Regions from separate parts of the Mus musculus genome. Here all the other regions are linked to region 4. The links are chromatin contacts, called in public HiChIP or PLAC-seq and promoter capture Hi-C maps. All regions are on one chromosome and are shown on one strand. Each heading gives the region's core, a stretch centred on a gene start, on an enhancer-like site or on the middle of the called end of the contact. The rest is flanking DNA. Distances are from core to core; before and after follow the strand shown.

The links. Promoter capture Hi-C pulls out the DNA fragments that hold promoters and counts their contacts. HiChIP or PLAC-seq counts read pairs in DNA pulled down with a chosen protein or histone mark.
Region 1: a promoter capture Hi-C map of trophoblast stem cells shows a contact between it and region 4, with 3 times the contacts expected there. The contact joins the enhancer-like site here to the promoter of Otulinl in region 4. A contact is called at or near these places in 6 of 39 promoter capture datasets (embryonic stem cells, neutrophils, second pharyngeal arch cranial neural crest and 2 more), 1 of 15 datasets of contacts at CTCF or cohesin (large pre-B cells), 2 of 484 Hi-C or Micro-C datasets (erythroblasts and nephron progenitors), 1 of 115 datasets of contacts at active chromatin or transcription factors (bone marrow-derived dendritic cells) and 3 of 9 other capture datasets (adipose tissue, embryonic stem cells and liver).
Region 2: a FOXA1 HiChIP or PLAC-seq map of pancreatic cancer cells shows a contact between it and region 4. The contact joins the enhancer-like site here to the promoter of Otulinl in region 4. A contact is called at or near these places in 6 of 39 promoter capture datasets (HPC-7-derived erythroid cells, embryonic stem cells, frontonasal cranial neural crest and 3 more), 4 of 115 datasets of contacts at active chromatin or transcription factors (bone marrow-derived macrophages, microglia, pancreatic cancer cells and 1 more) and 4 of 9 other capture datasets (adipose tissue, embryonic stem cells, liver and 1 more).
Region 3: a promoter capture Hi-C map of neutrophils shows a contact between it and region 4, with 2.5 times the contacts expected there. The contact joins the enhancer-like site here to the promoter of Otulinl in region 4. A contact is called at or near these places in 2 of 39 promoter capture datasets (neutrophils and pre-B cells), 4 of 484 Hi-C or Micro-C datasets (CD8 T cells, Th1 cells, memory CD8 T cells and 1 more), 6 of 115 datasets of contacts at active chromatin or transcription factors (T-cell acute lymphoblastic leukemia, double positive thymocytes, effector CD8 T cells and 3 more) and 2 of 9 other capture datasets (adipose tissue and liver).

The regions. Positions count from the first base shown.
Region 1 is chr15:27,881,933-27,886,761 of GRCm38.p6, reverse strand. All of the region lies in intron 9 of Trio (triple functional domain (PTPRF interacting)), which reads left to right. Among named protein-coding and RNA genes, the nearest start is that of Gm29975, 110 kb to the left of the region's middle. Within about 2 kb of position 1,936, at least 100 of the 459 cell types and tissues checked have an H3K27ac peak or open chromatin away from gene starts, as enhancers often do. A contact at or near this core is called in embryonic stem cells, stem cell-derived epiblast-like cells and trophoblast stem cells, where this site is marked.
Region 2 is chr15:27,847,782-27,853,025 of GRCm38.p6, reverse strand. Trio (triple functional domain (PTPRF interacting)) reads left to right here. Exons shown (of 57, transcript NM_001081302.1): 14 at 1,014-1,209; 15 at 1,867-2,033; 16 at 3,974-4,093. Among named protein-coding and RNA genes, the nearest start is that of Gm29975, 140 kb to the left of the region's middle. Within about 2 kb of position 2,890, at least 58 of the 459 cell types and tissues checked have an H3K27ac peak or open chromatin away from gene starts, as enhancers often do. A contact at or near this core is called in pancreatic cancer cells, where this site is marked.
Region 3 is chr15:27,921,631-27,926,794 of GRCm38.p6, reverse strand. The region is part of intron 1 of Trio (triple functional domain (PTPRF interacting)); the gene reads left to right. Among named protein-coding and RNA genes, the nearest start is that of Gm29975, 71 kb to the left of the region's middle. Within about 2 kb of position 2,999, at least 298 of the 459 cell types and tissues checked have an H3K27ac peak or open chromatin away from gene starts, as enhancers often do. A contact at or near this core is called in CD8 T cells, Th1 cells, adipose tissue and 7 more, where this site is marked.
Region 4 is chr15:27,679,431-27,684,240 of GRCm38.p6, reverse strand. Otulinl (OTU deubiquitinase with linear linkage specificity like) reads left to right here and starts at 2,699. Exons shown (of 8, transcript NM_001242423.1): 1 at 2,699-2,844. The coding sequence starts at 2,790.

The DNA.
Region 1 (4,829 bases), core at 687-3,186, 200 kb before region 4:
CTGGAAGCATTCCTTCCACGTAGATGCTGTATTACAAAACATGCTTTCCCAGGCAGTCAAGCGCAGTGGTGTGTGCCAATGGTCCCAGCTACTCAAGAGTCTGGGGCAAGCGGGTCACTCGAGCCTGGGAGACAAAGGCCAGCCTAGGCAGCATTAGTGAAACCCTGTGAGAAGAAAAACAGTGAGGAGACCTTTCTTAAGTGACTGAGCAGACCTGGGTCATTCTAGAATCTTCTCACCTGTATGTCTTCCTCCCACTGGGGGTACAGAGGTACTGTATTTGTTGTGTGAGTCCTTTTTCTAGGGAGATATAAACAGATACAGGCTCCTGTCGAGAAAGATCACCAAAAATATGACTACACCAAAGTCTACCTTGGCGAGCAGGCAAGTTTATTGTGCTATTTAAAGAGCATGGGTGACCCCAAAGGAAACCATGTCATCAGACATTCTCACCACGCCACAGATGACAGCTTCCCCATAGGTGTGTAGATGGAATCCCACTTTAGTTAGCCTTCTATGATCTGTATGATCCAGCTCCCCCGAGACCACAAGGCCTTGCACAGTTACGGTAAAATGACATACTGTCTTTATAATGTCTATAACATGTGACCTTGAAGGAGGTTCCATTGATAGGGCAGAAAACACTATTAGCTTGGCCTGCTGAGGCTGAGTGTCATCTCCAGTTGAAGGCAAACCTGCAGGTCCACAGTGAGTCCTAGGATAATTTGGACTGCATGGTAAAAACATACCATTGTGCACTATGCACTGTCTTTTAACAGTTGCTGGAGTCTTGGGCTCTTTCCTCAACAACACACACACACACACACACACACACACACACACAGGCACACACACAGAGAGACAGAGGCACACACACACATACACACACACACACACACACACATACACACACACACAGAGACAGAGGCACACACACACATACACAGAGGCAGAGGCACACACACACAGAGGCACACACAGGCAAGCCTCCCCCCCCCACAGGCACGCCCACACACATTACACACACACACACACACACACACACACACGTTGAAGTGGACACGTCTTTTTGTGTTTTATCTGGATGTTCTCCGGGTTACCTTAAGTACTGTGGTTTGTATACTCTTCCTCTGGCAATGTCAGATTTCTTGTCTAGTTTGTACAAGCAGCATTATTAGAGATGAAAATGCAGTTTATACAAGATATTGCCACGGCTTCCAGCCGGACTTTCCACCCTCTCGCCTAATGTGCTGACCCCTAAGACCATATACTAGGTCAAGCCCTGCATGTCAAGCGTTACTCTTGAGTTGACTTCCGGGAGCCTTGTTTTTAGCTCGAAAGGGAGAATAGTGAAAGTCTGTGCATACTGCACCCCAGGGAGTGGGTACAGATTTAGAGCCATGGCGTCTTCAGACCTTAGAAAGCCTTGTGATCTGTGGACTTGCGGCGAAACCTGGACACGTCCGATAATCAAATACAGTGTTTCCAGGCACACACTGAAGGGCTAAGTGAAGATTACACTCTGTCACAAGTTCTTGTACTAATAGTCACAGAGAGACGAGTCCCCAAAGTCTGGCACATTAATTAGGGAGTAGGACCCTCTTACAGAACACTGTTTTACAGGCTGGGTGTGGTTTTAAGATGGCTAGAACCCTACCCCTGCGCAGGAGAACGTGCCGGGGCTTGTCCCGAGCACTCGCTAACTGGCCCTCGCCCAGTTTGAGTCTGTACTCTGCGGAACCACTTCTTCCCAGTCGTGTTCCGATGCTGGAGAGCTTTTCTCCTTCCCGCAGTAGCAGCACCTGCCCGTCAGCTGTGCCAACCCAGAAGAGGCAATAACAGAAGCTTAAGAAAACACTGGGAGGCTGCCTCCCTACCCTACACATTGGCTCCTCTGCAGAATAACCAAGACTCCTACTGCCCCTGCAGACTGAGAGTGATGATGGCCCTTCTGTGGTTCCTTGGGGAGCCAGAGGCTTCCTGTACGCACAGTGCAGGCCTGTCTCGGCAGCAGGTGCTCAGGTGGCAAGATGACTGTTAGTTCATGTAAGCCCACTGTGCCATCATCATGGTCAGGTTTGTCATTATTCAGTGATTTCCTTTTCTTTACGAAAGGGGGAGTCAGGTCAAACCGTCAGCAGTTTTCTGCACATTTAGCTGAAGCATGTAAGTGCTGCACTCTTTTCAGTGCCTTGACCTTGGAGCTGTCCACTAGAGGGCGCTGATGAACAGGAAAGATGCTGGCACCCTGCCTTCTGCATAGAGAGGAAGGTGGTATTAGCCTCCTAGATTCTTTGCTCTGCTTCTGAGCCATGTAGGGAGGAAAAAGATTAACTTTTGACTTGTTCTTCAGCTTAAGGGGGAGGGCAGACCCATCCTGCCCTATTTATGGGGCTGGGATTTTTATTTTATTTTTTTTATGACACAGAATTGACAACCATTGGCTACAAGTGTGATCAGAGATGGCGGCTGGACTAGGGTGATAAAAATCCAGTGACTTGCTAATCTTCTTATATTTAAATGAAGGGTTTGTGCACATGTCTTTAAGATGCTGTGACTTTCACAAATATATTAATCCACAGTCTCCTTGCCAAGAAGGAAATTTTACCCAGGCTTTCTAAAGAGACAGTAGCCTTGTGGGAGGCTTGGGAACTTCAGCAGGATTCCATAACCATCTGCTCTTATCTTAATAAAGCGCTGGGTACGTGCACATCACTTCAGGCGCTTTTGTGTTTGCTGGAAACACAGTGTCAGCAGTAATTTTACATTCCTGGTGGGAAGAGCCAGTGCTAAGGGGAAAATGGCTGAGCCACACAGATAGATTGTATTTCCAAGCTATAGTCCCTGAAGTACTTCTCTCAGGGTTAAAAAAAAGATTCAGCTGTGGGGATTTGCTCCCTCTACCTATCCAGCAAATGTTTATCTCCAACACTGCGAAGCAGTGCCTTGCTTCAAGTCTCTGGAAGTTGAGAGGAATTGCCAAGCGTTTGACTTTGCACTGCCCTGGGTTTTTGTTTGTTTGTTTGGTTGGTTGATTTGGTTTTGGTTTGTTGTTGTTTTTAAGTTAAGGAATATAAAGAATATACCACAAAGAGTTGTAGGGTTTTGTTTTGTTTTTGTTTCTTGAAAGTCTTCCCCCCTCTATCCCTTCCAGAAGCTCTTACAGGTAGGCGATAGGTTGGAGCTTAGATGTTAGGTTTGCCCGGCAAAATCCTTTTCAACTTTAAAATACTTCTTTTGTTTGTTTGTTAAAACTTTATTATAAAGAACTTACAAATAAAAATCTCACATATTGAAATGTGCCACGCCCAATGAACTTGTCAGTGAACTTCTGTCTATCTTGACTGCTGCCCTGAAGCTTCAGGGTTCCCTGGTGGACTCCCCAGTTCTGTGTGGAGTTGGTCATGCTCACGGAGACAGTCGTTAAATGGTTCGAGGTTGAGACATTGCTTTTCAGAGGGGAGTGAGACACACTTACGAAGGCCTCCTCAGGAGACCTAGATCTCCTGGGCAGCCAGTAGAGAGTGCAGTCGGCTTGGAGTCCCTCACTGCATTTATAATTCCAACGACAGGTGTGTGTGCCGCGCAGCTGCCTCATGGTTGCCGTGGTGGGTCATGCGGACACATTTAAATCTTCAACTGCGCATGCTCATCACCGCTGACTGGGAGGGAAACTGAAGCTGAGAAAAAAAAATAGGGAACTTCCTCCCAGCGCGCAGTCAGATCATAGCTGTGTGCAGAGGGGCGGGTGTGGAAGACGTGGAAATGTGGTACCTTTCAGGGCAGAGTCAGCAGAACGGGTAGATGAGTTAGACCACACTGACAGCAGACAGATGGATCCAGGGAGCAGGGATGGTGGGCAGGTGACTGTCAGTACTGACGTGGACAGGTAAGGATCTGAAATGAACCAGGCATGAGAATGGGAGGAGCGTGTAGCCTCGGCCCGAGCACCTACTCCCAGGCTTGTCTCCACTTCCTAAGCCCACTTCCAACATGATTTCTGCAGGGTCTTGGAGGTTTGTTAAGGTTCACCATCATCTGTATGGAATAGGACGGTGCAGAAAGGATGGATGCTCAGGTGTGGAAAGGGGCCGGAAGGGCCTCAGGTGTGGAGTGACGGAGAGCAGGTTGCCTTTATTGTGCAGCCTGTCCAGCTGACCACTCTAAAATCATCCACTGTGGACCAAGCGTTCACCCTGACTTCTGACATTAGTAGATGTTCCTGCACCACTGTCTGCCTGGATTTGCCCCATTTCTATATCAATCCGAGATCGCTTTGAGTTGTGTTCTTGGGCACCTGCTGTAGTCTGATCTGAGTGTTGTGTTCCCCAAAACCATATGTGGAAATATAATCTATAGCACAGCAATACCAGTGTGCAGGACCTTTGGGAGTGTTAGGTCCCAGGAAATGTACCCTCGCCAATGAGATTAATGCCTTTAGAAAAGGAGCCTGGGAGATTCTGTTCAACCCCCAGGCCTTTGGAGGACTGTGGAAGCCGCAGCCCCTCACGTGATGGTGGCACCTTGATCTTGGACGTACTAGTTTCGAGAACCGTGTGAGCAGACATATCTGTCACATATACCCAACTCAAGGCATTCCGTTTGGTTAACCTAACAGAATCGAGCAGCACCATAGTCACAAACATGGACAATGTAATGGCCCATTGTTAACGCTGGCAGATGTACATCATGTATTTGTAACATTTTAAAGGGATCGTTTAATAGTTTTTCTGGCACTCTCCAACCCAGATTAAGTGTGCATTTGATGTAATGTAAATATCCTGTTAGATACTGCTGGTGTTGTGTGAGTTCAAAAGTTCAGGTACCAG
Region 2 (5,244 bases), core at 1,641-4,140, 170 kb before region 4:
AGAAGTGCAATTTAGGCATGTTAATACACATCGCATGCAAATCCCATTAACAAAAGAGTAAACTGGGAAGATCCATCCTGTAGGCATTCTGAAACCCCGTCTTCTACCTGGACTCTGCAAGCATTGTCCCATGCTCAGACTTTCATGCTAACTCCATTCGTTCAAAATGGAGTGCACAAGTGAGGACCCTCGGGAAAGGCTAGCCCCCCGAAGTAGACAGTATGTATTCTTTCTCAAGGAGCTCTTCTTTTCTGCATTTTGTGACTTAAAATAATGTAATCCATGTCTTCAAAGCTATACAAAAGCAGAGAGCGGCATGATGAAGCTTCCATATGGAAGTCCTCCAAATTAGCTGGACCGTGTTTCTTTGCTGGTTTCCTTCATTGAATGCTGGCCCAGCATATTTCAGAGACTCTGCCTGTCCATCATTCCTCTTCTAAAGATGTCTGCACTGTAAGGTCATTTCATACTCACTCAGAACACCAAACACCTCCCCTAGCATGAACAGCATGCGTTCAGGGTTACACATCGGCCTGCATTAGGAGACATAGGGGCAATTCCTGCATTTGGTGGCCAGTCTCTTAGGGTAGATTCAACTCTTCCTCCTCTGTCCTCTAACTTTGTGCCTTCCATGACTTCTGACTGTCATGGCTCACTTGTTAAAGAAGCCAAGTCTCACATAATACATTTTCTCCCTTGGCTCTTGGTTACCCTTTTTCTCTGGTATTTCCTAGAAACAGAACTCAGATGGAAAACAGGCCTTGGCCAGGTTCTGGTTTGGTGTAGGAATGGTGGTTCTTCACAGCGCCACTCACGAGCAGCCATATCCTGCTGTCCCACATCTGTAGGAATGTTCAAGTGTTGACCTCCTCAAGGCTGGTCAATCCCCTCCTGGCCTGGCCTCTGCACAATGGTTCGCCAGACCCATGATGGTTGGCTGTCCGTTGACTCACAGTGAGATATGGCTGAGTGTGTTTAAGTCCTGGTCTTGCATAGATGCTTTCCTCTCTTAGATCATCTCGGACCTTGAGTCGTGGAATGATGAGCTTTCCCAGCAAATGAATGACTTCGATACGGAGGACCTGACGATCGCAGAGCAGCGCCTACAGCACCATGCAGACAAAGCCCTGACCATGAATAACTTGACTTTCGATGTCATCCACCAAGGACAGGATCTTCTGCAGTATGTCAATGAGGTCCAGGCCTCTGGTAAGAAAGCCCTCCACCCTGTGACAGGTGTGGCCTTGTTGCGTCACCATGGGACTAGGACTATAAGTGCCACAGCTTCTACTAATGAGCCATTACCTGCCAACATGGATTCTTTCAAAGGAAGGGCTTTTCACTTTATTTCACAATCACGCTTAACTTTATCCTCAGGAAACTTATCCTTAAATTCTTTTGAGAATTGTTTTAAGTAGTAAGAACTTTGGAAAATTGTTATATTTGTGAGCGAAGTATAAAAACTTGTGAAAGTGTTTGTTTAGTTTCAGTGTCCAGCAGATGTCGCTGTAAACCTCAATATTAAATGTATCCAGTGATTCCCCAGCAACATCCTGCTTGCATTAGCCGCTTTACATGGAGTAAATTAAATGTTTCCTGAAGGCTGAGCCACTTGCTCATTTCTAAAAGCTGCTACCCTGTCACTAAGTCCCAGAGGGTCAGCTCAGCTGTGCACCCTTTCACGCCCTGGCCCGCTGGATATGTGTATAGAAACATCTCTGCTGGCCTGGGTCTCCCTGAACTGGGCTGCTAGTGCAGGTGGCCCCCTGTGGCGCCTTTTTCACAAGCCACACTGGGTAGTGCATTGGGCAAGAGACGCTGACCGATGGTGTGAGTTGAATACCGGTCGCCTACGACTGTTCACAGGTGTGGAGCTGCTTTGTGACAGAGATGTGGACATGGCCACTCGGGTTCAGGACCTCCTGGAGTTTCTTCATGAGAAGCAGCAGGAGTTGGATTTGGCAGCTGAGCAGCATCGGAAACACTTGGAGCAGTGTGTGCAGTTGCGCCACCTGCAGGCGGAAGTGAAGCAGGTGCGTGACACTGAGGAATGATGGGAATTCTTGACCGGTTGGCCTCGGGGAGAATTTACCATGTCCCGCTGTGTAAGGTTGTTCTTGCCCTTGGACAGCATCTCATGGTAGAAATGAAGCCCACCCCTCCGTGGATGGCCAGCTGGAGTGGAAGAGCTGCCCGCTCAGCAGCCATAGCTCTTGAGTGTGTTGTCCCTGCCTATCCTTTCCTACTTGGTGGTCCCTTGCTTAAAGCATATTACTTCCTAGGCTAAGGAAATGCATGATTTTCCCCCTAAATGTTTATTAATCTGGACATATCTGCAGACTGCAAGTCTAGGCTTTTCTTGAGTTAGCTGCATACTATATAGAATGTCACATTTAGGGCGAAGCTGAGACAAATGGATTCAATACCACTAGAGTCAAGTATAGATATCACACTGTGTCCCGTGGTGGGGATAAAGGAGCGCTCCCTGATGGAGGGTCTAGATGGAGGAGTGAGGCTGTTAGATTCTGTCCATTGCACAGAAAGCCAGCCCTGGCCTTGTTGAAGGAAGTGCCAGGAGCCTCAGCCACGGCCTGCTGTGGTGCAGACACAGGCTGTGTTCACAGAAGAGCACATGCTCCTGGCACCACAGGTGATGGGGATGGGGGCTGCTATTCTCTTGTGTAGCATTAGTGTCACTAGTATTGTACATTTAAAGGAGACACAGTGTTGTAACCTGTGAGCATTTCTTCTTCCCTCAAGAAAAACCACTTATTTAAGGACTGATGTAGTTATACACCTTACAGGCTGTCTTTGCTTAGACTGTGAAGATGGCTTTCAGAAGCCATTCTACCCCTGTAATGAGTCAGCCGTGGTGTTTACTCACCCCATGGCCCTATGACACACCAGGCTGAGATTGTGGCTGGTGTCCCACAACCTCCCGCTGGAGCCAGCCACAGCCTGTGATTACCATTGCTGAGATGAAACACCATGACTGAAAGCAGCTTGAGGAGGAAAGGGCTTGTTTCACTCAGAGTTCCATACAACAGCTCGTCATGAAAAGCAGTGAGGGCAGGAACTCGGCAGTACAGGAACATAGAAGCAGGAGCCTGTGAGAGGCCGTGGAGGGGTGCTGCTCACTGGCTTGCTCCCCAGGGCTACCTTCCCAGCGGTGGTCCCACCCACAGCGGGCTGGGCCTTCCCCATCATCATTGATTAAGACTGTCCTACAGGCTTGCCTACACCCCTGTAGTGTGTACACTTGAGTCCCTTGGTTTGGCCTCTGAGCATTGTGGAGGAATCTATTTCACACCTGGGCTATAGTGTCATTTAACACTGATCGTCCTTGGAAAGTCAGTGAAACAAAGGAGTTGCTCTGACTAAGTAAGTGGCCAGTTTACTATGGGTTAGGTGAGAGTCTGGACAGGAAGTAGCAGGACTTCCCTCAAGTGTCAGGGAACTCATTCAGTGAACAAGTTTGCTTTATAACATGGAACAGTCTTGGTCTGTGTTCTCATAGCCCGTTCCCTCCACCATCTTAAAAAAAAAAAAAAAAACAACCCAGACCTTCTGTGCCCTTGTGGCAGTGTCTGTGGTGAGAGCCCTGTGGGGATTGTAGGCTCTGTTGGTAAGATTGTAAGGAAGTCAGGGCTGTCTCCTTACCAGGACCTCTAGGCCAGCTCTCCTCAACCTTCCTGATCTCTTTAATAGAGTTCCCCATGTTGTGGTGATTCCCCAACCGTAAAATTATTTCTATTGCTAGTTTTGTTACTATTATGAATCATAATGTAAATATCTGTTTTTCCCCTCGGTGGTTAAGTTTACCCCATGTGAAAGGGTCATTTGACCCCAAAGGGGTGGCAACCCACAGGTTGAGAACCACTGTGGACCGCTTTGTAGACCCACCCCCATCCCAGGAACCTTGCAGGGCGCTAGAAGGACCACTGCTTAGAGCTGCCTTCTGCCCCGTTTTCAGGTGCTGGGCTGGATCCGAAATGGAGAGTCCATGCTAAATGCTGGGCTCATCACGGCCAGCTCGCTGCAGGAAGCCGAGCAGCTGCAGCGAGAACACGAGCAGTTCCAGCATGCGATTGAGGTAAGGTGGTGTCTGCGGGTGGAGTTTATGGCCTGGAGACCAGCCTGATAACCCTTGGCTTGGTGGTACACCTCCCACTGGAGCCAGCCACAGCCCGAGCAGGAGAGAATGACAGTGCTTGTCAGCCCGTCAGCTAGTCATTGACTGTGGGCAAAGCAAACAGCCCACAACTGCAGAGCATTGAGAACCACCTTGCAGCAAGTGTCCCAGGGATCAGAGCCTCATTCTGTCCCATGGAACAGCCCTAGCAGGATGCATGGCCTCTGATCAGAAGTGTCTTAAATCAGGGAGCTCAGATCGGAGCCTGAGCTGAGTGAGTTGTTTTACTATCTCGCTGGTGTTGGGGTGTGAAGGCTCCCTCACTCTGCACAGATACAAATAATACTTACGCTCTTCATGCTACTTGCTTAGAGGCAACAGGATTCACTTTGATAGGCTGAGGGTCAGGACTGCACCGGATAGTGGCCAAAAGCCTTGGCTGCCCCAGGCAGCTCACCCTCTCTGTTAGTGGTGCCATACGTGTTTTAGAATGGGATTCTTCGTGTGTGGGTAATAGTTGTGATGAGTGACCTCAAAGTAGAGGCAGGGTCTCAAAAGGGGGTTTTGAGAATAGAAACCAAGGTGTTAGCTGGAGAAAAAGCCACAGAAGTCAGGACTAATTTACTCCTAAGGTCAGTGTATTGTCACCTGTTCCAGCCCGAGGTGGCCTCTTCCTGAGGCTGCAAGTCCAGGCAGTGTGGCAGACCTGATCAGCTGCTGTGCCAAGAGGCTATTGGTAATTAAGCTCAAGTGTCAGTCACTTATGAATCTGTGTCATCTGAAGTGCCAGGGTCTCTTCTCTCTGAGGCGCTGGTGCTGCTCTTAGCAGAGCCTTGTGTTCTCCATCTTAGCTGGAGAGCCCCTGGCATCGGGGTTCACCATGTTTTCTGCTTTGTGTGTGGCTTGGGACAGTCTCAATCTTTTCTCTATTTCTTTCCTTCTTTTCTTTAAAAGAAAAATCACTAGTTCTTCAAAAACACTTTTCACTCAACTCCAGAGCTTCAGTTGAAAATGGAAATCAAAAGCATTCGCTATGACCCCCTTTTTTCCACTTGTTGTTTTGCCTGCAGTGGCTGTCATAAGAAAGCCAGCGGGGATAATAAACTTGGCAC
Region 3 (5,164 bases), core at 1,750-4,249, 240 kb before region 4:
GTATTGTTTAGATGTAACTCGTGGCCACTCAAATTAATTGATTACTTATTAAGACTCTCAGCCTTGAGTAGTAAAAGCAGAGGCTGACAAGATAGGCAGGGCCCCTGAAGCCCGGGGAAGTCCCCTGCAGGAAGGAAGTCCCCAGCCACAACCCAGGTCACAGGGGCTGAATTGACAGTTTACATGTTAGAGAAGCTAGAAGTCTTGTTGGTGGTTCGAGGATAGCCAGACCTACAAAGAGAGACCCTGTCTCGAACTACAAGCAAGCAAAAGAAGTGGGCAGGAGCCAACGTAGGGGTCAGGGACACTGGTGTGGCGATCAACTATAATAATCCGTAAGATTTACTAATGTGTAAGGTAATAAGATTTGGAGCTTAAATCCAAACCGGTGCTCATTGCTGGGATCAAGTCCTTTGTCCCGTGGCATCTGAAGTCTCAGAAGCCTTGGTTCTCCTTATTTGTTTCCTGTCTTTCCTAGTAATGGTCACCAACAGGCAGGCGGACACGACCGAAGCAAGCCTGTTGGCCACACCTCGCACTCACAGAAGTTTAAGTTGTGTTCCGTTCCTGTTGCAGAAAACATATGGCAGAAACCCCGAGATTCGTTCTGTCAGCTGTTCCACTTGAGCCCTCTGGGACTCGGGGACTTGGGACACATATGTGCTGACATGTAAAACAAAGAAGTTCTGTCTGGAGTTGTGTGGAGTTGACGTAGCTTCGTTCCCTCAAGCCCAGGCTGGTCACAAAGTCTCATGACTAAAGCATTTCCTTGCAACTGTTTTTGGGTGAACCCTGCTAACTGCAGAGAAGCAGGCCTCTGATGCCTGCACACTTCCTGCTCCTGCTCCCCCCCCCCCCCTCTCTGCAGTGAAAGTGCAGAAATGAGCCTCCTCCTAAGCATTCTCCCTTCGTATGCTCCACCCTTCCTTCCTTCATCAGAGGTGAGACCAACAGTGATTAGGGCAGAAAATAATGTTTTAATTACATTGCAACAACCCCAAAGTAAAACCTTTTCCTATCTTAAACTACAAATGAAGGACTCGTCGTTAAGTACACGAGACAGCAAGAGAACCAGTCACTTTTAGTGCCTGGCCATTGTGAGCAGGTTGGCAACTTTAGAATATGGTTAGTTCTGTGTTTTTGTGAACTGTACTCAGGAGCCCAGTTGTAGACTGGTGGTGAGGTTTGCCAGCTGCAAAGGGTGTTGTTTTCCTAGGGTTAAATGGCTGCTTGGGGTTTTCTGCCGTGCTCCCCATACGGTGGGACACAGTGCCCAGTGACTGTGACCAGTATTTAGGTCATTTCCAGGATGTGGCAAAGGCTTGAGTGCTACAGGCGCTGAGTGGGTTATGTATCCAGTATTAGGGTTCCCAGTGTGTGCAGTGTGCACACGTATTTCTGGGAACAGGAATGATGGGAGTGGGTTTTTGGTGATGCGTGTAGGAGTTCAAAGGGTCAGAAGTTGAGCGTCTGTCTGGTTGGGATTCTTTCATTTTCGCCTGGGGAGAGAATAAGTATTGGCAAGCGAGCGAGGCTGCACAGGAGGCAGATGTCACATCTGAAGGATTATGTCATGTCAGGGAGTGTGTGTCTTACGGGAAGGCATCAAGAAGCCACAGAGGGGCATCGTGGAAAACTTATGGAGAGCAGTAGAAGGAGGTGTGAGCTAGAAGCCGATTTCAAGGCGAGTGGTGGGGTCAGAAGGACTACTGACCACTGATTAGGAGGCTGCAGATACAGCAAGGCCACCTGCGGGAATTCCACGGTGGGGTGGAAGGCAAGGGGAGCCAGGCGAGGCTATTTAAATGAATGAAATGCTTGATGTGATAATGGATCAGGATTTCTCTTAACAATCAATCTTGGTTGGGCTGGTATCCATTCACATAGCTCAGGGATCGAGTTTTATCGCTCTGGGTCAATTCCCCGGGCTCTTCTGCAAAGCAGTCTGTGGATCAGGTTGGCTTTACTGAACCATGTGTGCATGTATGCATAAGTGAGAGGCACATATGTAATTAGGGTGGCGTCTGCTGTCAGGCTTTATAGCACACATGCACACAGAGAGACACAGAGAAAGAGACAGACAGACAGACAGAGGCACAGGGAGATGGGGGGGGGGGGGACAGGTTGCCCATGTGATTTATTTTGAATCACTTAGTCAGAGAAATGCAATTTCTCTGTTTGCTTCTTTGTTGGTCTGGGATCAGAAGATTAAGGGTGCCCTTGGCCATATTTCCTTTTTATTTTATGAAACTAGAAGAAGCTGGAACCCCTTTTATAATAATAACCACTATATAATAATAGCCGTTATACAATATAATGCCTTTGGACAACTGGCCTATTATATATTATGAATTAACTTCCAATGTACCATTAATGCATAGTTAAAACATCAACAAAGTCTACTGATTTCTTCGTTCGTTTAAGGCATTTGTAATACTCTTAACAAGCCTTTCATCCTTTGGCAGTTCAGCTTGTCCTGTATACTTTGTGGGTAAGAAATGAAAAGCCAGAGCTATATGTTGACGTTTCCTTGAGTCAGTAAAGCTTGTGCTCTTCTTAACTGTGTGCTGTTATAGGCTGTCACTAATAAGACAGGATGAGTTAGCCAATCAGGTGGTTATTACTAAACATTAGAATCCGCTTTGTCGTTATTTCCATGTGGTGGTTTGTGGACACATCTACATTCCCGGTGCATGTGATTCATCCTCGTGTCCAATCTGGGGTCATATAATTTTGTAAAAAATGACATAAGCATCAGTTGATTGTGCTTGCATTTTTTTATATCTTAGTAAGCATTCTGGTGAAAATGTAACCTTTGTTCTCTAACATTCTTCCATAATTAAATGCATTCACAGAAGATTCCGATCCATTAAAACACTTCCTTCCTGTGACACTGGCGTGAGCTTTACACGGCCACCCCACCCCCACCACACACACCTCGCTAGCACTGCCTCCCTGCAGTGGAGCAGCATCCTGCAGGCTCTGCGCTGGAGCGGCTTGCTCAGACAGGGTGACGTCACCCTCTCTGCCGGCAGTGCGAGGGCGGGGCCACCGCACAGATGTGGAGTTTTATCTCCTGCCCTTTGTGTTCCGGAGCTCTGCCAATTACCTAATGAGTAAAATTCGGTAATTACCACCAAGGCTCGTCAGTAAGAGCAGCTACCAGCTTACTATTTAACATTTTTGCTGTGGTTGCTTTAGAACGCTGCCTTAGTTATTAGTCTTACTTGTAGCATAACCTGTGCTTCCGTCAGCCATGCTTCAGTCTTTCCCACAGGCGATTTTTCGGTTTAATAAATGTAAGGTGGGGGTAGCTGACAGGCTCTGAGACCTACGAGGTGGCTGGGAAGCAGTCTGTGGGTGACTGACAGACAATTCAGAACAAGGCACACGGGCAACTTTATCAGGAGCTCTATCTGTGGAGGAATAATAGGGCTCTTAAATACCATGTTTTCCTAAAAGAAAAAAAAATTAAGTCAGCGAATGATTATGTGAAATTCAAAATGATTAAAATCTGCTAGAGGTCCTGAGTGGATTACCAAAAGAAGCTGTTTTAGTTTTAAACTTACTCTTTTTAACACACACACACACACACACACACACACACACACACACACACACATATATATGTATGTATATGTATATATGTATATATTGTATATGAGTACACTGTAACTGTCTTCAGACACACCAGAAGAGGGCATCGGATCCCATTACAGATGGTTGTTGTGGTTGCTGGGAATTGAACTCAGGACCTGGAAGAACAGTCAGTGCTCTTAACCACTGAGCCATCTTCCCAGCACCAAAAATCTTACCCTTACCTCAGATAATTAGCTTCATCTTAGGTCTTTGTGCACATGTACACGGAAAGTGCTATTGGGTCAACGAGCTGAGTGATGAGTGAGCGCTCACACAACCTGGAGATGTCCCGTGGTGCGGCTCCTCCTGGGAGCAACCAAGATGGAGGGCTGCTGCTCCTTTATTGTTGGTTGATGTTAAAAATGGAAGGCCACCGTGGTGGTCAGTGAGCTCTGTGGCTTGCTGGGAACGGTTCTGTTGGAGTGGCACCGCAGCCCTGACACAGAGTCTGATGACCAAAAGGGCACAGTTGATCTGACCACTGCGCTGTTGGGTTGTTGACATTCCAGCTCCCCCCACCCCCATTCACCCAAAAGATTTCCCATTGTCAGAGACAACTGTGGGATCTCTCCTCCTGGAGCAAAGAGGGTAATTTTCCCTCTTACAGCTGTAATCATGGTGTGACTGAAGGCTAAATACCCAGAGCTGATCTTTTACAGACTGAAATAGAAAGTCCTGGAGGACACTGGGCGAGCGGCGGCGGGGGTGGGGGTGGGGGACGACGGACAGGGACGCAGACTCTGGTAGTTTGTTCCTTTTCACCCGGTACTCAGAGGTTTGGATACTCGCACCTACTTCCGTCTAAAGCGAGTTCCCCGAGTGAGAGGAAGATGGAGGCTATCCATTTGCTGCATGGTTGGCAGCTTCTGAAACAGGAGACATTCGGTGGCGTGGTCTTAGTATTTATCCCAGGCTTACTGCTCCTGGCCAGATAGCATTGTAAACATGTAACACGATCCACTCTGTTGTTTAACATCAGGGTTGAGCTGTCTTAGATGAAACTATTAAGATATTTAATTTACGTATGCACATTTAGAGAAGGGGAAGGAGGGAAGGGGAGAGTGGACTTGAAGCCAGAACTTCCCAGAGCTCTCTTTACACAGTCATCCCTCTGCTAACCAAGGCCTAACTGCAAATGCCCTCTCATGAGCATCCTCAGCACACACATTGTAGGCCTGACCCAGAAAGTAGTGCTTGTCAATCACTCCTTCCCTGGGACCCATCGTGCCCCACAGTAGTGGTTCATGAAAGCCTACACCAGCTTCCTTACCTTTCTGCTCACATTATTGTAGGTTTTATGTAACTTAAACGTTCAGAAAATGGGCACAGCTAAATGCCCCTGATCTTGGTGGTTGCCTTCCTTGCCTGCTGCCCACCTTTTGCCCACCCTCTTCTAACCTCACCAACTTCTCTGTGCGGTCCTTGTCCATCCGCAGACCCTCTTGGTCATAGAAGTAAAAGTGTGGCTACTCCTTGGTCTCTGGGACAGAGATATGGTGAAGAATCTCAGAGGGATCTCTTCTAA
Region 4 (4,810 bases), core at 1,450-3,949:
CCCCCATCACCCGTCACATTCCCCTCCCCCGTCTTACTTGGGCATGATCTATCATGCAGCTAACCTTTATAGCCATTGCCCTAGATATTCACTCTGACAGCTCCAGGGTAACAGTTAGGGTCTCAGAGCACAGTTCTTGGCACATCTCTGCACGTGTGCATTCTCAGGTGGATATTTTGGTGGCTGGATTTGTGAGAAGATCTGAGGGGAGACTGTTGATGTGAAGTTTTTGCTGAGCTTAGTCTTTAGCCTTGGCGTGTACATTCCTAAATACTCAAGTTGTGAGCTCAGCACTAAGGATTCTTGACCAGTGTTTGTCCTACAAAAGGGTGCACGATCTCTCTTCTTAAGAACACATAAACAGGCCAGCCTGGTCTACAGAGTGAGTCCCACGACAGCCAGGGCTACACAGAGAAACCCCGTCTCAAAAAAAAACCAAACCAACCAACCAACCAAACAAACAAACAAACAAAGCATCCGATCTCATTGTCAAGGCCTGGTTAATCACACAAGGGTAGCCTAGAAAGCAAATCAGGCATCTCTATGTGTATGTTTTAACTCACGCTAATGTGATGCTTATATGTAAAGCATCATCCCAAGAGGGTTGCACACATTCAACTCCCATGAAAAAGAGAAAACAGTCTTATGGTCCCATTTTATAGGTGAGGAGAGTGAGGCACAAAACATGCTAACCACATGAAAACCACATGGCTGGTGTCCAGGCAAGTGTGGTGGTCTGGCTCAAGGTTCAAGTCTTCAAATATTACCCTAAGAGGCTGTCCACTCTGCTTGGGGGGAACAGAACGGAACTTTAGAGACAACCATGAAACCTTAAATGTGGACTAACTGAAGAGATTTTAGGCCAGTCTAAACAGCAGTGTTCATAAATATTATTTTGTGTGAGGTGGGGAGGGAGACTGGGTGGCTAATTTGTTTTGTAGTTGAGGGAGTCCAGTAAATTTTATCATGCCACAAGAAATTAGACTCTGTTCTTTCAGTTTCTAGAACAGGCAATTTGTTCTGGTCACTGCTCATAACTTTGTTTACATTAGACAGGCCTAAGTCTTCAGTCATTAATTTTGTAGGAGTACTGGGCCCCTAGACACGCAAGGGATAGTTTATGCCTGTAGAAAACCGACCCCCTCAATGTTAAATATCTGAGTTGGACAAGAGATTTTTAAACACAGCAAGCTTGCAACCATGCTCTGTGAAACTTGTGCTGAAAAATGTTTGAGTGACTGAGGTCAGACCTTAGTTTGAATTCTGCACTGGCACCAGATGGGCCCCAGTGAACCCAGGTTACCCTACCAATCTCACGAGCAAATGCGGGGATTCGTGAAATACACTAACAGGGAAAATGCACTCGCGGTGGACCACAAGTCCCGCTGAGCCAGCTCTCTTAGTTGCCTGGTGCTGCTGACTCAGGCTTTTGGTCTGACAGGGATTTCTGAGGCAAGACTAAAGATGTACGATCCTTTTGATCCTTTGTTCTGAGATCCAGAGAGACTTGCAATGTTTCAATGACTTGTTGACATAGCCCTAAGGCTATTGAACTCACACAAAATTCCAGGCTGTTTCCACATGTTTCTTTAGTTATGGCGCTTATTTTTCCGGAGGCTGCCAGGATATTTTGCATGCTAGTCTTTTTGTATTTGGAATCTGTCTGCACTGGAGAAAAAGGAAGTACTCATGGAGATGATTCTTCTTCTTCTTCTTCTTCTTCTTCTTCTTCTTCTTCTTCTTCTTCTTCTTCTTCTTCTCTTCTTCTTCTCCTTCTTCTTCTTTTTCTTCTTCTTCTTCTTCTCCTCCTCCTCCTCCTCCTCCTCCTCCTCCTCTTCTTCTTCTTCTTCTTCTTCTTCTTCTTCTTCTTCTTCTCCTCCTCCTCCTCCTCCTCCTCCTCCTCTTCTCTTCTTCTTCTTCTTCTTCTTCTTCTTCTTCTTCTTCTTCTTCTTCTTCTTCTTCCTCCCCCTCCCTCTCCCCTTCCCTCTTCTCCTCCCCCTCCCTCTTCCCCTCCCCCTCTCTTGTCTTCTTCTGGAAAAAAGGAGGGGTCCATCAAATTAGTTAATCAGGAGCAAAAAAAATCTTGTATCCTTTTCTTGTTAGGCCATTTACTTTTTCTGTTAGCTTTTTGTATTGTTTTTTAACAATTAAGAAATTACTTTATGGAACCACTTTTTGTCAAGAATGCTCTTGTTCGTCCCTAAACAGTTCCAAGCACGCATTAGCCGAATGTGCTGACCCATGCAGAAAGACGAGGAAGCCCTGCCCCACGTAGTGGAACAAGCCCCGGGTGCAGTTGCTTTTGGATCCCAGCCTCTAGCTCTCCGGCGCAGACATAGCAGGTTTGTCCCGTGGTGAACAGGGAATCGAGGCACCAAGCTGTCCTGAGCTGGTGAGGGGCATTCGGTCCCTCGGCCCATCAGTCTCTTCCCCAAGTTCTCTGGCTCTGGTGCAGAGCTCCCGAGAGGACTCTAGATCCGAACCAGTGGAACGCCCAGGGTGAGCGTGGAGGTGCAGCCCTAGGGGCAGAGCCGCGGCCTCCGCAGCGCTCCCATCGCTGAGCTTCTGAGCTTTCCACGCCGCCGCGCCCTTCACGCCTACCTCGCGCGGAGGCTCCGCCCTAGACTCCGCCCTAGCTTCTGAGTGGCGGCACCGGGCGTCAGTCTGCGTTCAGGGCGGGAGCACGGACGGCTGTCACAGTAGCTGAGCTCGGGACTGCGGCTGCGGAGAAGCGAGCGGGGCGCCGGGCTGTAGCGGAGGGTGCGCGCGGGTGGAGGCGCGCATCCCGCATGGAGGCGCCGAGGAGCGCGCCGCGGGAGCGGGAGCGCGCTCGGACCACCTCAGGTGGGCGCCGGGATGAGCACAGTCTCCCGGAGGGTGTAGTGGCGGCGGAGGGTGGGCGAGGGAGAGCGAAGGGTGCTTGTGGCGCGGGGACGGCTACACCTCGCGCGCGTGGCTGTGCGTGGGTTGCATCTGAGTCCCCGGCCATCGGAGAGAGGCGGGTCTATCCAGGAGTACCCGGGCGCGTGGACAAGCTGGTCGGTGTCCTCGAGGGAGCAACTTGGTTGTAAACTAAGCTACCGGGGTTTGCGCCTTGAGAGGATGTGGCCCACACCTTTTCAGCAACCAGAGTTGTAAACCGCAGAGAACACTCTTGACTTTAGGGGGAAAAAAATGCTCACCAAGGGGACAGGGTGACAGTAGATCGCTATTGCATTTCGGGCCCCTGCCCCACTGGGTAGCAGTGGTCTGTCCTCTCCAAAGACCTTAGAGATGAAATGTCTTTCTTCCGGTCCCACAGCTGTGTCCGTGGTTCAGTTTCTCTAGGTTTTGTTGGGCCACACGCTGGATCCTGTGTTTCACCATCTACCACTCAAGGAATGTGAGCCTAGTAGTGAATCTAAGCTGTGTGTGTTCTTGCTTTCAGTGTGTAAATGGGGTTGTTGGACACCGGGAATGTTCCTAATTGCTGCTCTCCGTCCTAGTAGGAGCTTCTGACACAGCACTGTGTTGTGTAGTGGAAGCAACACTGTTCAGGACACGAGGTCTGGACGTCAGTCCACCCTAGAGTGTCTGGGTAGGAGTTATTCAAGACATCAACCATTCGTGAAATGCATGCTGGACAAGTTAATTCCGAAGGCCTCTCCCAGCCTAGTCTGTGACTAAATTACCCAAGTCTCTGAAGTTTAGAGAATTAACTCATTTGTTTAACCTTTATGCACCTCAGGTTATTATAGAATTAGCCAAGTATTTCCTGTGGGCGTATCCAGTCGAACATTTTTTATTTTGTTTCTTTCTTCCTTTAGTTTGGCAGAGAAAAGAAAGTTGGAAACAGAGGCAAGGACATGACTGGGAAAGAGCTGGTTTGGGAGACTGCAGAATGCCTACTTTGGCTTAACAAAACCACCAAGAACGTTTCCTTTCTCTGCACGAAGTCCAAGGCGTGTCAGTGCGCTGAGCCCAAGGAGAGAGAGGGACCTTTCGTTTGTTTCAGTCTGTGGGGTCTGCTGTAGGTTTGCAGGACAAAGTGAGATTCAAGGATAAGATTGTGGAAAACGTTTCCCTTTCGAATATAACTGCTGAGGGAGGACTTAGGAGCATAGGAGATCCTCTTCGCTGGTTCTGTTTTCCAAACAGATCAAAAACAAAAACAAGACAAAAAAAAAAAAAAAAAAAAAAAAAACCAAAAACCAAAACCAAAAACAAAACAACAAACAAAAAACAAACAAACAAACAAACAAACAAAACCGACACAGTGGCCTTAAAGTCACTTACTCCAGCTGAAATGGAAACAACCTTTTGGTATACCTCTTAACTATTTGCTAAAAGAAAGACATAGATCCACTTTTAAGACTATTAGTAAACCTTGACAGAAACCAAAGAAAAATAGAAGACCCCCCCCCATAGAATTGTTGGAGATGGAGAAGGGGTTGGGGATAGTCTTTTTAAAGTATTGTTAAACGTGTTTCTGTATTGAAAACTCACGGGGGCACGCATCTGTGGACAGTGTTACTAGAGAGACCCTGTCAGAATACTGGACAAGGACGAGACATCTTGAAGGTTGTTTCATCCAGTGCTCCAAACCTCAGAGAAGCCACCATCACCTACAAGGGGTGATATCACGGTGCTGTAAAACCAGCTGGCCTTTCGGCATCTTTGGCAGACCTCTGTGTCTGAGGCCGATGCTTGTTTTCCCTACATTCAACTCCAGCTATCTTACTTCACGGTCCTTAATTCTTGGCGGGCTTGAGCCGTGGCTGTGCTATCATCCACCACTGACCCTAAGTTCCCTGGCAGCGCGCACATCCTC